Regions from separate parts of the Gossypium arboreum genome. Here all the other regions are linked to region 1. The links are chromatin contacts, called in public Hi-C maps. All regions are on one chromosome and are shown on one strand. The core of a region is the stretch at or near the end of the contact, and the rest is flanking DNA. Distances in the headings are between cores, read along the strand shown.

Evidence for each region. A called contact is a pair of places that touch in the nucleus more often than the background predicts.
Region 2: a contact with region 1 is called in a Hi-C map of leaf, with 2.9 times the contacts expected there. The contact joins the promoter of LOC108474882 here to the promoter of LOC108474676 in region 1. A contact is called at or near these places in 3 of 5 Hi-C or Micro-C datasets (all in leaf).
Region 3: a contact with region 1 is called in a Hi-C map of leaf, with 4 times the contacts expected there. The contact joins the promoter of LOC108474548 here to the promoter of LOC108474676 in region 1. A contact is called at or near these places in 3 of 5 Hi-C or Micro-C datasets (all in leaf).

What each region holds. Positions count from the first base shown.
Region 1 is chr3:14,404,307-14,408,347 of ASM2569848v2, reverse strand. LOC108474676 (RING-H2 finger protein ATL47) reads right to left here and starts at 1,964. Exons shown (of 2, transcript XM_017776670.2): 1 at 1,130-1,964; 2 at 240-1,039. The coding sequence starts at 1,614. The coding sequence ends at 454.
Region 2 is chr3:13,782,379-13,786,419 of ASM2569848v2, reverse strand. LOC108474882 (WAT1-related protein At5g40210-like) reads left to right here and starts at 2,311. Exons shown (of 7, transcript XM_017776919.2): 1 at 2,311-2,680; 2 at 2,782-2,847; 3 at 2,936-3,049. The coding sequence starts at 2,508.
Region 3 is chr3:13,891,604-13,895,644 of ASM2569848v2, reverse strand. LOC108474548 (protein RICE SALT SENSITIVE 3-like) reads right to left here and starts at 2,281. Exons shown (of 7, transcript XM_017776502.2): 1 at 1,388-2,281; 2 at 1,106-1,156; 3 at 840-1,013; 4 at 654-759; 5 at 510-551; 6 at 371-427; 7 at 1-240. The coding sequence starts at 1,524.

The DNA.
Region 1 (4,041 bases), core at 715-3,214:
AATTTAATGGACTTCATCATTCATTGTAAATAAATAAAAATTAAAAAGCCTCTCATAGAAAGAGCACCAGATTATTTGACCTCAAATTAAATACTTTTTTGTTCGTTTCTCTTTATTATTCTCTTCTGGTATACAGTGCTGGCAGAGGGAGAAGAAAAAGGCATCACTTTATCAACAATTGAATGTGTGCATTTCACAGGATGAAAGCAAATGTTTTTAAGATTAGGCACCACATGGAATTTTACCTCAAAGACGGAGTACATTGCCATTTGCCATAAAGTAAGAACATAAAGAAGCATAAATCACAGAAGTTGCATTGCACTTGCAGTTGCACTAGTAAAGAATCAAATTTCTTTGAAAGGAAAGTGAAAGTAAAAGCTAAAAGGAAAGGGCTTTAAATAAAAAGATTCGTTGAATATATATTACTATGGTGAAGTACAAAAGGAACAGTAACTACCTTAGGACATGAGCTCTACTACCAGTCCATGGCAAACCAACAGTAACTGAGGAAGAGCCTACTGTATCTGAAGATCTTAGGAATTTACCTTTCTTAGACGATTGCCAGATCTTGGATACAGAAAAGCTTTCACCTTTACTTGTAAAGTTAATCCTTTTTCCCTTAACATCACCATCATTTGATGAATTCCCAGTTTGTCCAATTCTTCCCTTCACAAGCTTCATACTAGCAGTACCATTGCCACCTCTAGAAGGGCAAAGAGCTACTTGCAACTTATCAGCAACCACATATTGGAATGACCCCATTGAGTAACATCTCCTTGCATCCAAATTACTGCTACTGGTCTCCCCTTCTCTTAATACACCTTCTCCACCTTCTATTTCTCCTCCACTTCCATCATTTGAACTTCTAAATTTGCCTAGTCTCACAGAAAACACCCTCTTTCCAATGTCACTCTCTGCGGGTTTTGGGCCAAGAGACACCCCACTTCCTCCATTGCTTGATAACATGTTTTCTTCCCTTGGATATTCCAAATCAAAAATTGGGTTTTCAATTGGAAGCCCAGGTGTGAAAAGGGTCCCTCTACAAAGAGGGCAAGTAGAGTTAGACATCAACCATGTGTCTATACAGTCTATATGGAAAGCATGACTACACATAGGAAGCAATCTCAACTTATCTTGTTCCAAGAATTCACAAAGACAAACCGCACAATCAAATGGCTCTTTCAACCCCATTATTTCCTTATATAGAAACACAGGTAGAGCATCTATGAAAGCTTGATCCAGACCCGAATCATGAAGATGGAAGAGTTGTTGCAACTGCCTTTGGAAAGCATCAGATCCTGACATTTCTGGGTATCTGTTGGATTCTGATACAGATGAGGGAGACCTATGCTTCATAAGAAATCTGACAAGCAAGTGAAGAAGGCCAGATATGAAAAATATAACAGCCAGAATAACAATGATGAACAAAACAGCAGGGCTTATTTTACTAGCTGAAGATGATGACGAAAGGGAGTTTGGCTGCTTTTGGTTATCATTACTGTAGGACAATGGAGGAGAGGAGAAAGAAGAAGAAGGAGGCGAAGAAAGTAGAGAGTGAGGATGGTAACTCAAACCACCATCTTTTAGCTTGATTTGAGATTGTATCCAAGACATTTTAGGAAATGGGCATGCTAGAAGCACCTGTTTCTTCAACTTTCTTGAACCAAAACTAACTACAGTCACCTATATGGAACCCAGGAAACTAAAATGAACAAGCAATGGGCACATTATTTCTTGCACCTCCAACAAAACCCCAGCTCAGTTCACCCAATGAGGTTTGGCAAAAATCTAATCTTAGACTGAAGATTTACAAGTAAGAGGATTGCTTAGGTAGAAGACTTGGTAATAATGAATAAAAAAACAGCGAACTAGCTCGTAATTGGTGTAACAAGAACAAGAACAAGAACAACAACAGGTACTCTTCTAAGTTTGTAACACTTGTAACCGAGTCAAGGTTTTAGTTGACCTACCTCAGGAATTAGAAACTCTGGCATTACGGAACCCCATATTTAATAAGTTGATCCGTTGATTGTTGCAGTGAACACCATTTTAGTCCTGTTGGAGTTTCCAATTCCCTTCACATTTGCTATGTTTTAGAGAAGGATGGGGCGAAGGTGCGGCAGGTAAGCTTCTAAAAAAGTGAAAGGATTAGAGGACAAAAGTATCAAGGGCCGTTTTGTCATTTAGTCTGATTTGGGATTTTTGTTTTTTACTTTTCTTTAAGATATTTTAATCTACCCTTTAATCTCTGAATATTACGTAATTATGCTCTCTTGAATCCGCAATTTTGAAAAATCATTTAACAATATTGGTATTAGAGGTGTTCATGGGTCGGGTTGGGTCGAGCCCATACAAATTTTTAGGCCCGTCTACTAGGTTCGGGTTTGGCCCGACTCAAAATATGGGCCTAAAATTTTGCCCAAGCCCGGCCCAAAATAAAATTATATAATAAATCAAATATATTTAAAAACATAAAAACAAATATTAAAACAAATAAAAATAATACTAAAACAATTCTTAAAACAATACACAAATTAATAATATAAAAAAATGGTTATATTAAAATTTAAAATAATTAAAATAAAATAAAAAAATTATTAATATATAATTTAGGCGGGCCCGGCCAAAAACTCTTACCGAGGCCGGCCCGTTTTCTAAACAGGTCTCGTTTTTACCCAAGCCCATTTTTGGGTCTATATTTTTACCCAAACCTCCCATTTTTCTAAGGCGGGCCTTGGTAGGCCGCCGCCAAACCCATGATCGGCTATTGGTATTAGGGATGACAAGAAAATGTTTTTACTTGCACTGATCCATAGATCCCTCGGGGATAGAGATCCATGGGCCTTGGCTCCTACTCTACTTTTTTTTTTATTTCTTTTTGTGCAAATTATACTTAAAATTGTTAAATTATTAATAAATTTATATTTTGATCATTTAATTTTAAAAAGTTACAAAATGTTATTAAATTATTTGAAAGTTTTTATTTAAGTCACTAGATTATTAAATTGTTGATGTATGACATTCTTTGTTCACATCTTCTATACCAATCGAAAGCTCTTTTTTCCCATCTCTTTTATAATTTAATTTTCTTTTCATGAAATAGCTTTAAACGACATGAACTTGCGAACCAAAATTCAAATAACCTTCTTCTTTGGTCTTCGACATTAATCGTTAGATCAACTTGGAACTAAGGTAGATTCTCCTACTCATTTATGAGGACTGATTCACCATACTGATCGTCAATTAGAACTCACTAGTTGGACTTTTTTTATATAAAAAACTTAAAACCCAGTGAGTAAATAAAAATATTTGAATAGTTCAATGACCATTTTATAACTTTTTTTGAAGTTGAGTGATCAAAACATAAACTTACTAATAATTTAGTGACCTTGGTGTAGTTTACCCTTAAAATTAATATAAGATTTTTACACAAATTTTACTTTTGACCCCAACAATTTATAATTTTATCTCAACTCTTCTAATAAAAGATTCTTGTGTTAATATTGATCCAACTTTTATACCTTCTATGTTGACCTTGATCTGGCTCAATTATATTTAAAAATTTAAAATTCAAAACTGACCTCCTAAAAAAAAATTACTCAGTTTCAACTCATTCGACCTAGAGATATTCAATAATTCTTGTTGAGACAAGGTGTGTTGCAATGTGTAACACCTTAGTTTTGGTGGGTTTAAAGTTTTGGTGCATAGCAGTAAAAAGTTTTTCTGGCGTATACATGTGGATGTATAGTAACCGCCACAAGAGTAAGTACGAATTTAATTTCCTGATATTCTGCCATATATTATGGAGAAGTCCGTATTAAGTGGTTAAGAGTATACAACAGCCCGCTCGACGAGGTCCTAGTATCCAATTATTGTTTAATGAGATAACAACCTGATGGAGAGATGATTTTGAAAGGAGTGCTCGCCTAAGGCATAGTATGCCATGTTATTATAGTAACAATGCTAGTTGTATTATGATATAGTAATTAGGACCCCTCTGGTTAGGTTAACCAGGTATTGTCCATATTGGATTCTTATTTA
Region 2 (4,041 bases), core at 1,062-3,561, 620 kb after region 1:
CATGTCTCAAAGCACTATATACCGGGAAATATGTATGTTTTGCTTTATTTTTTACGCTTCCCACAAAAGAATTCTGCTGCTTTTGAAGCCCTTTATTTTTTCTTTAGAAAAGAACCCTGTATTTGTATGAAGAAATCTGAGTGGACATTGTCACACCAAAATCAAGATTTCTTCTTATTGCGAAATGGCTTCTGTTTATGCAAGTACTGCTCGTGGGTGAGGAAGGTCAGTAGGATGGCCGCTTCATTGTCTGTAATTCATAGAGCGACAACATTAGATGTGGATGGCATCTTACATACGTACATTTTATACTATTAGTCGCCATAAATTATATGGATGGCAACAAAACTTTTTGTGTTGGGACATAAAACCGAAATATAACACTCCTTGGTAAGTAGCATGGACGATCTCAACCAATAATTACAATGATTATTTTACGATTTTGATTCTTTTTTCCTTCATCATTGCCGTTGTTTATAAAAGTTCTAATACTGTTTTGCTATATATATATTACCAAGACTGAAGGAAGTTACTAATTGGAACTTGGTTAATTATATCAGTCATCACTCTACGGTGTGATTGGAGGACTAGTTGTCACTGCTGTCTGATTCTAGTTTATATCAGGATACATGGATTACCATGATTCTAGTATATATCAAGATACATGGATAACCTATATGACAATTTGTCCCCATACCAGCTTAATTATAACTTCAGCAATACAAATCTTATATGAAAGCATTGGCTTGCTCAAAAGTCAAAACCCATAAAAACTTCTCAACAAGTTGGCCAATTGCTCTAAAGCAATTGTGAAATGGATGTGAATTATGGTTCTAAATATATTTGTTTTTGGTTATATATATATATATATATATATATATATATATATACCCATAAAAACTTCTCAACAAGTTGGCCAATTGCTCTAAAGCAATTGTGAAATGGATGTGAATTATGGTTCTAAATATATTTGTTTTTGGTTATATATATATATATATATATATATATATATACCCATAAAACTTCTCAACAAGTTGGCCAATTGCTCTAAAGCAATTGTGAAATGGATGTGAATTATGGTTCTAAATATATTTGTTTTGGTTATATATATATATATATATATATATATATATACCCATAAAACTTCTCAACAAGTTGGCCAATTGCTCTAAAGCAATTGTGAAATGGATGTGAATTATGGTTCTAAATATATTTGTTTTGGTTATATATATATATATATATATATATATATATATACCCATAAAACTTCTCAACAAGTTGGCCAATTGCTCTAAAGCAATTGTGAAATGGATGTGAATTATGGTTCTAAATATATTTGTTTTAGTTATATGGTTCTAATATATTTGTTTTGGTTATATATATATATAACCAAAAACAAATATATTTAGAACCATAATTCACATCCATTTCACAATATATATCATATGCAATTCTTATACGAAAGAATTGACTTGCTCAAAACTAACAAATGCTATTATAATTATTATGTTTATCGTCATCTTATTGATTTTTTTCCCCTTGTACATGCAATTCATAATCATGAGTTTAATCTTTTGATGATTGTGGATCATTCACATTATAATAAATATTCCTAATGAATAAAATTGGAACCATAAGAGACCATTTTTTTTATTTATTTGTGTAAAAATAAATCATTGTTGTTACAAGTCTCAATAAAAGAAGAGTTAAGGAGGAGTAGTGGTATAAAGGATGCCTATTCATCAAAACATGCAGAAAGTAAAAGAAGTACAAAAGCAAGAAAGAGATTGTTATAGGGGTAAAAAAGGCTGAATGCAGAATATGAGTGCTTAGGGTTTGCTTAGAAGATCTGTTTCTTTTTGAATTGGAGGGTATTTATAAGGATACCTCTTGTTTGATAGTAATGACATTACAAGGTGATGTTTACTATCTTGGAGTATGTGAAAGACATGCAGAGTGAGATTCATTCGATTATGCCTTTTGAAAGAGTATAAAGTTGTTATGCTCAAGTCGACTTTATTGATCCATAAAAAGAGTGTTTATATTTAGATAAATGTTTACATTAAAAAGTGGATAACCTAACTATAATGAACAGATAATTAATTTCGGGCGATTGAACGATGAATGACACTCCAACAACCAAGAGGTGAAAGACTGTCTTCAAACAAACACCTCCGTCACGTGTTAACAAAAGTTGTCATTTTTATTCAAACCTTAACACATCAATTTTTTATGCGCTGGTCAAGAGCTGAGATTAATCTATTTAAGTGTATGGTGTGTCTGAATAGTGGCCACTGGCCACCAATTTAGGCTCCACTATACGGTACAAAAATGTCATGGACGTGGCATCTTTGAAAAATCCAATTCTTCCCCCTTCCCTCCTTTTTCTTACTTAATATCTCTTTTTCTATATGTCAGGAAAGTGATCCCTTTTATCTTCGGCTTCAAACACCGAATATCACAATCCCCAAAGCAAAAGTCACCCTTAGATTAGAGAGGATAACATAATGTGGGAAAAAAGTGTTACTGCAATAATGGTTGCAACAGAGTTCTTAGAGGTGGGCTTAAACACTGTAAATAAAGCTGCCATGAACAAAGGACTCAGTGATTTCGTGCTAGTATTTTACTCGAACGTTCTTGGCATCTTTATGCTTGCCCCATGTATTATCATCTTCTACAGGTAATAAATTAATTCCATATATATATTATATACAGTTTTTAGCTTCTTGGGTAGCAATGGGAATTGAAATTTGAACCAAGTTATTTATGAATTGATGACAGAAAAAGAAGCCCACCAGTGCTTACTTGGTCTACCATCTGCAAAATTTTCCTTCTAGGCGTTCTCAGGTACGTTTTCCGTTGACTTTGAAATAGAGATAAAAGAAAGGCGGACATGGGGGGATGATGAGAAATTGCTAATCAACATGGGTTTCAGTTATGGAGGACAGATATGCACATATATTGGAATAGGATATGGATCTCCAACTCTGGCATCCGCCATGGCTGATCTTACTCCAGCCTTCACTTTCATCTTCTCCATCATCTCTGGGTGCGCTCTTATTTCTGTTTATTTTCACTGCCTATTTAATTTGTTATGGTCAATGGCTGATGATTCATTCAGATTCATTGATATATCACCATCATTTACCTAGATAATCCTTTATCTGTGGTTTCCTTTTTCTTACTTTTACTTATCAGTGGCCTATAAAAATGGTACTAGTGGTTCAAGGTTCCCTTCACTCGTGAGATAAGATAATAATGTATGATGGCATTGGGCGATTAAATTTTATTCGCCAAGCCTGTAGAAAGATTTTTTTTTACGAGTTTTACCTTACCCGAATATATTATGATATAATAAATATTATATTGTTTATTATATATATATTAAATAATAATTATATATATTTATATTAAATTACTAATTCAATAACAATTAAATTTATTATTTAAAACCTAAAAAAATTTACCCAATTAAATAACTCAACCCAAAATATAAAAATTTAAAATTATCTTTAATACAATAAAATATTTATTATATTTATTTTTATTTTTAATATAATAAAATATTTGTTATATTTATGATAATTTTTTAATATAAATATTTTTAATGTGTTAAAAAAATTATTTTAGGGTTTTAAATTATTTTAGGTTTTTTAGTGTGCAGTATATATATATTTAAAAAATAAATTAAAATTAATTTAAAAAGTTACATATGAGCGGACCGAGTCGAACTTGAGTTTTATCTTTCTTAAATTGGGTCAGATTTGAACAAAAAAAAGTAAACTCATTTCTCAGGTTAGGCCAAACTCGAGTTTGAAAATTTGATTTAAATCCTTACATGAGCCCGACTTGACTTGACCCATAAACATCTCTAGAATAGAATAAAAGAATAGTTATTAAAGTCTTTTACCCCTCTCTTTATGAAAAAAAAACATATAAAACATGGACTAATTTTGATTGAAATGATAAGATTAAGATTTTAAAAATCTTCAGGTACTCTATTTAAGTCTTGGTTTTTGGATTTAAAGTATTTTTATAAAT
Region 3 (4,041 bases), core at 1,032-3,531, 510 kb after region 1:
ACTGCTCATGGAAGGTGTTATTTTCATGGGCTGATTGAAGTGGTCGTAGAATTCAGGTGGTGGCGGTGGTGCAATTGTTGTCCCTGCTGGGAAATGCGCCCATGCTTCTGGTGTGCCATAGGAATCTACTTTGAAAGGGTAAGCAGAAGATGATGGGTGGGGCAAGAGTACTCCAGGAATGCTTTCTATGTAGCTGAATTTCTTTCTCAGTAGAACTACATAACTCAGGTCTTCAATTACCTTTGAGTAACATAAATGAGAAAGAAAATGGAGATATATATGGTGTACTGTCAGGTGCATCATGATAGCAAACCAAATTGTGTGCTGTATGAACTTTAGAGAGAGAGAGAGAGAGAGAGAGAGAGAGAACCTTGTGAACAGCTCCTAGTTGCACAACACCTTCTCTAACTGCAATCAAGGCGATGGTCTGAAAAGATGTTCAATTCAAAGCAGGTAATTAGATCTACCTTAATTCTTGAGAGTTTTATGATGTTGATATTGTGGTATACCTTTATTCCGGCCTGAAACTGTGCTTCCCATGTCCTAGGATGCTAGAGAAAACAAAGAAGATTTTGTGAGAAACAAGAGGAACCTGTAATCACCAAAGGGTGTAACTGTAAGCATGGATTGGACGGGCAAACATGTATGCTTACTGAGTCTGCAGAGTTATGCCATGCTGACAAGAAGTTGATTTCCTGCTCATTTGGTTCTTTGTATATCCACTTGTGACTGTGATCTGCAGCCACTTTTCCTATCAAACTGCCCACGTTAACAGATAAAAGGTCAGTTTACTTGAAATTAATATTACCAATTACCTAATAGCTTATTCAAATTCTTACCCTTCTCCATAGTTGTAGATTTCATGTGACATCTTAAAGAAAAGCTCTGGTTGCAGTCCTTGATACTGTTGAAACTCACTGCTGCCATGGACTGAGGAACCATGACAGTCTCCGGAGTTTATTTCAGCTGCTAAGGCAGCAAAGTTGCAGAAACCATCTTCCCAAACTAATATCCTGCAATTTGTTCACTATCAACTGTAAGTAAGTTATCAAATATGCATGGCATATTGTTTTCCATAAAGAAAAAAGAAACTGAAAACCTATACCAGTTTCTCCTGTTTCCTCTTGACCTGTCATAAGCTCCTTGACCATCCCATCTATGATAAAAGTAATGGAAAAACAATTATGTCTCAAAAAGGCATGAGAAAACCATAAATTAGTGAGAGATTATGACATTTGTGTGTTGTTTATCCATTGAATGAGTCAGATATGTTAGATCCTTTATCTTGGAAGAAAAGGAAACCTACTGCAGTACCCCTAAGGAGAAAGAAAAAGGAAAGCAGTATTAGGGTGTTTGTGTAATTTGGCTTTATGCTTAGCTTCCTTACTTGGGAGGTGGATAGTTTCTAGGTAAGATCCTCCAAAAGACTGCATAAACCCATTGAGAGTTCTCATGAATGCACAAGCTTCTTAGTGTGTGTTGAAGGAGATGAGTAACAGCTAATGGACTGAGATGTTCCTCCATCAAATTTCTTCACACTTTCTTTTAGACCCTCTCTTTCATTCTTTTCTTTTTCTTTTTTTTTTTCCCTCCTCTCTACCGATATATCTTTCCTTAAAAGAAGGGAGAAGCCAGCATCTTAACCTCCTTTATATAAGCAAACCAACATGGAAATGTCACATTTATACCTCTCTCTCTCTTTCTCTCTCTGTTACTGTATTGCATTTAATCATGCTTTAAATTTTAGCAAAATGATTTTATGAGGCCCCACGATTTGCCCTTCTCGGTTCCCAACGGTTCTCCTTTATCAATCAACCCTCCGTTTCAAAAACAGCTCTCCCGTCCTGGTTGTATTTTCTCTTTCTACCCTTATCCCAATAATGAAAATACCACTCTCAAACACAGACCAAACCTTATTCTTCTTATGCTAACATCATGAGTTTTGCCCCATTTCTGAGTATTTCTCTGAGGACCCATACACACATATCTCTCTTTCTGTTCAACCCCAATGTTTTTTTTCCTTACCTATCTGACACATCTAGGTATAACCACTCATTTCAGTCCCAGGAACAACACTTACATTTCCACCATCTCTATTTATTCACTCTCAGTGTCGAGCTACTACGATCCATTGATTTCTCCTTCTTTAGCAGACTATTTTTAAATGTTCATTTAGGTTACTTCTCTCACTTCCTCTCTCTCCCTCTCTCTCTCTCACTCTCACTCTTTTCCCCCACCCCATTCTTTATCGCCATCATTTTGGTGCATCCAAGTGTCCCTCTATATGGGGCATATCAACAACCATATATGATCACACTTATTCCTTTGCTACTACATATATGAAAGCAAGATTAAGAAGGTTTGACATAATATCAAAGATGTTCATGTATGTCTTGTGTATTTATTATATGTATTCTTGAATCTTAACTTGTATTCATGAATGAAAAGGAAGAAAGTGTGAGAGTTATAATTGATGAGATTTTAGGTTGTGATTGTGATATTTTATGATAGAAATGTCAAATTTTGCTGCCAATCTCAATCCACATATGATAAGAATACGCATGGTTGATGCATTACGCCTGCATGACTTCTCAAATTGTCAAAGGTATGGCATTACCTGCCACACTCTTATAACATGAAAGTATGTACAGATTGTAAGCATCAAAAAAATAAAGGACCCCACACTTGGAAGTGCTAGAGCACAAAAATCACATGATTCTATTCATTTCTTGACAGATTTAATAAGTGGTCTGTTTGACTAGCTTGAGAGATGGAGACATTTTGTTGTAAATCTTGATGGATGGATGGATGGATCACCTGGGAGGTTGTCAAGAAGAAGTCCTAAGGAAAGGGGTTTGATAATGTAAGTGTAATACAGGGGTGTTTAAGAATAAAACAAATAAGTTGCGGCAATTAATATGGTAAATTGATCATCAGGGGGGAGAGCTGCTTTACAAACAGTTTTGTACACTTTGACATACACGGATATTGATGCAAAGATGTATGAGAGAACCAGTGTACTTTCTACTAGTAAGATTTTCATTAGTTTTGGGTCCTTTGGGATCTATCTTTCTTTTTCTCTCTCTGGTCTGCAGCTACATGATGACTAAAAGGAGCTTTCAGTGCTTTCAATTCACCTTCCTGACACCAAGAAAGTTTTGACAGACAATTATACTCTTGTCTTTGACCGTCTGTTTATGACAAAATGAGATCATTAGCCACTGTAATCATCCTCCAATTCACCACATTAATTATCATCAACTAACCGGCATTTCTCACCCCCTTTTTTTCCTTTGATAGCGACAGGCATGCCTATCTTCATATTCATATAGTAAATACATTCAGAATCCTATTAGACTCCTCCGAACGCTAAACTGTTGGTGTTATGGTTGTTGTTTAAAGTTGTGTAGGTCGTAAATGTACGGTCCCTTTGGCAAGCTGAAAACAGCAGTGTTGGGGACAGCCTCTGATGACTTGATGTCAGCAAAAGCCCAAGTGAAACTAGCTTGGATTTTACTGATATAATAAGATGTGATTACTCTAGAAGCCATATTTATTTATCGCGATTCTTCTCCCTCTTACTTTTACACTAGTAAATATGATATTATATTTCACCTTTTTCTTTTATTGTTGAATTGTTTGTGGAATAGTATTTTGGGAAGAAGCTTAATAAGTATGGGAGACAAGAGTGGCACAAGAGTCTTGGTCAAGATAACAGGTGTTGAAGTACCCCATCCCTTTCTTCCATTGAGGAAATGGAATCTCTGCTCTCCCCATCCTTCCCAATGTCCCAATTTGCATTAAAAAAAACTATTTCAATTCTAAGAAACAACCAAAACAAGCAATAAATAATGACTGAAATTGTTTATACATATATATATGACAATGAAACACAATCCAATATTGCATACTTCAAAGCAGCCAAATATCCCTATTCTCCCACAATTCTTGCCAAGTTGGTATAGAGGGAGTCTAATTAATTTGATATTTGAATTTGGAATGTTGGATTTGTTTATCATATAATAATATTAGAGGTACAGC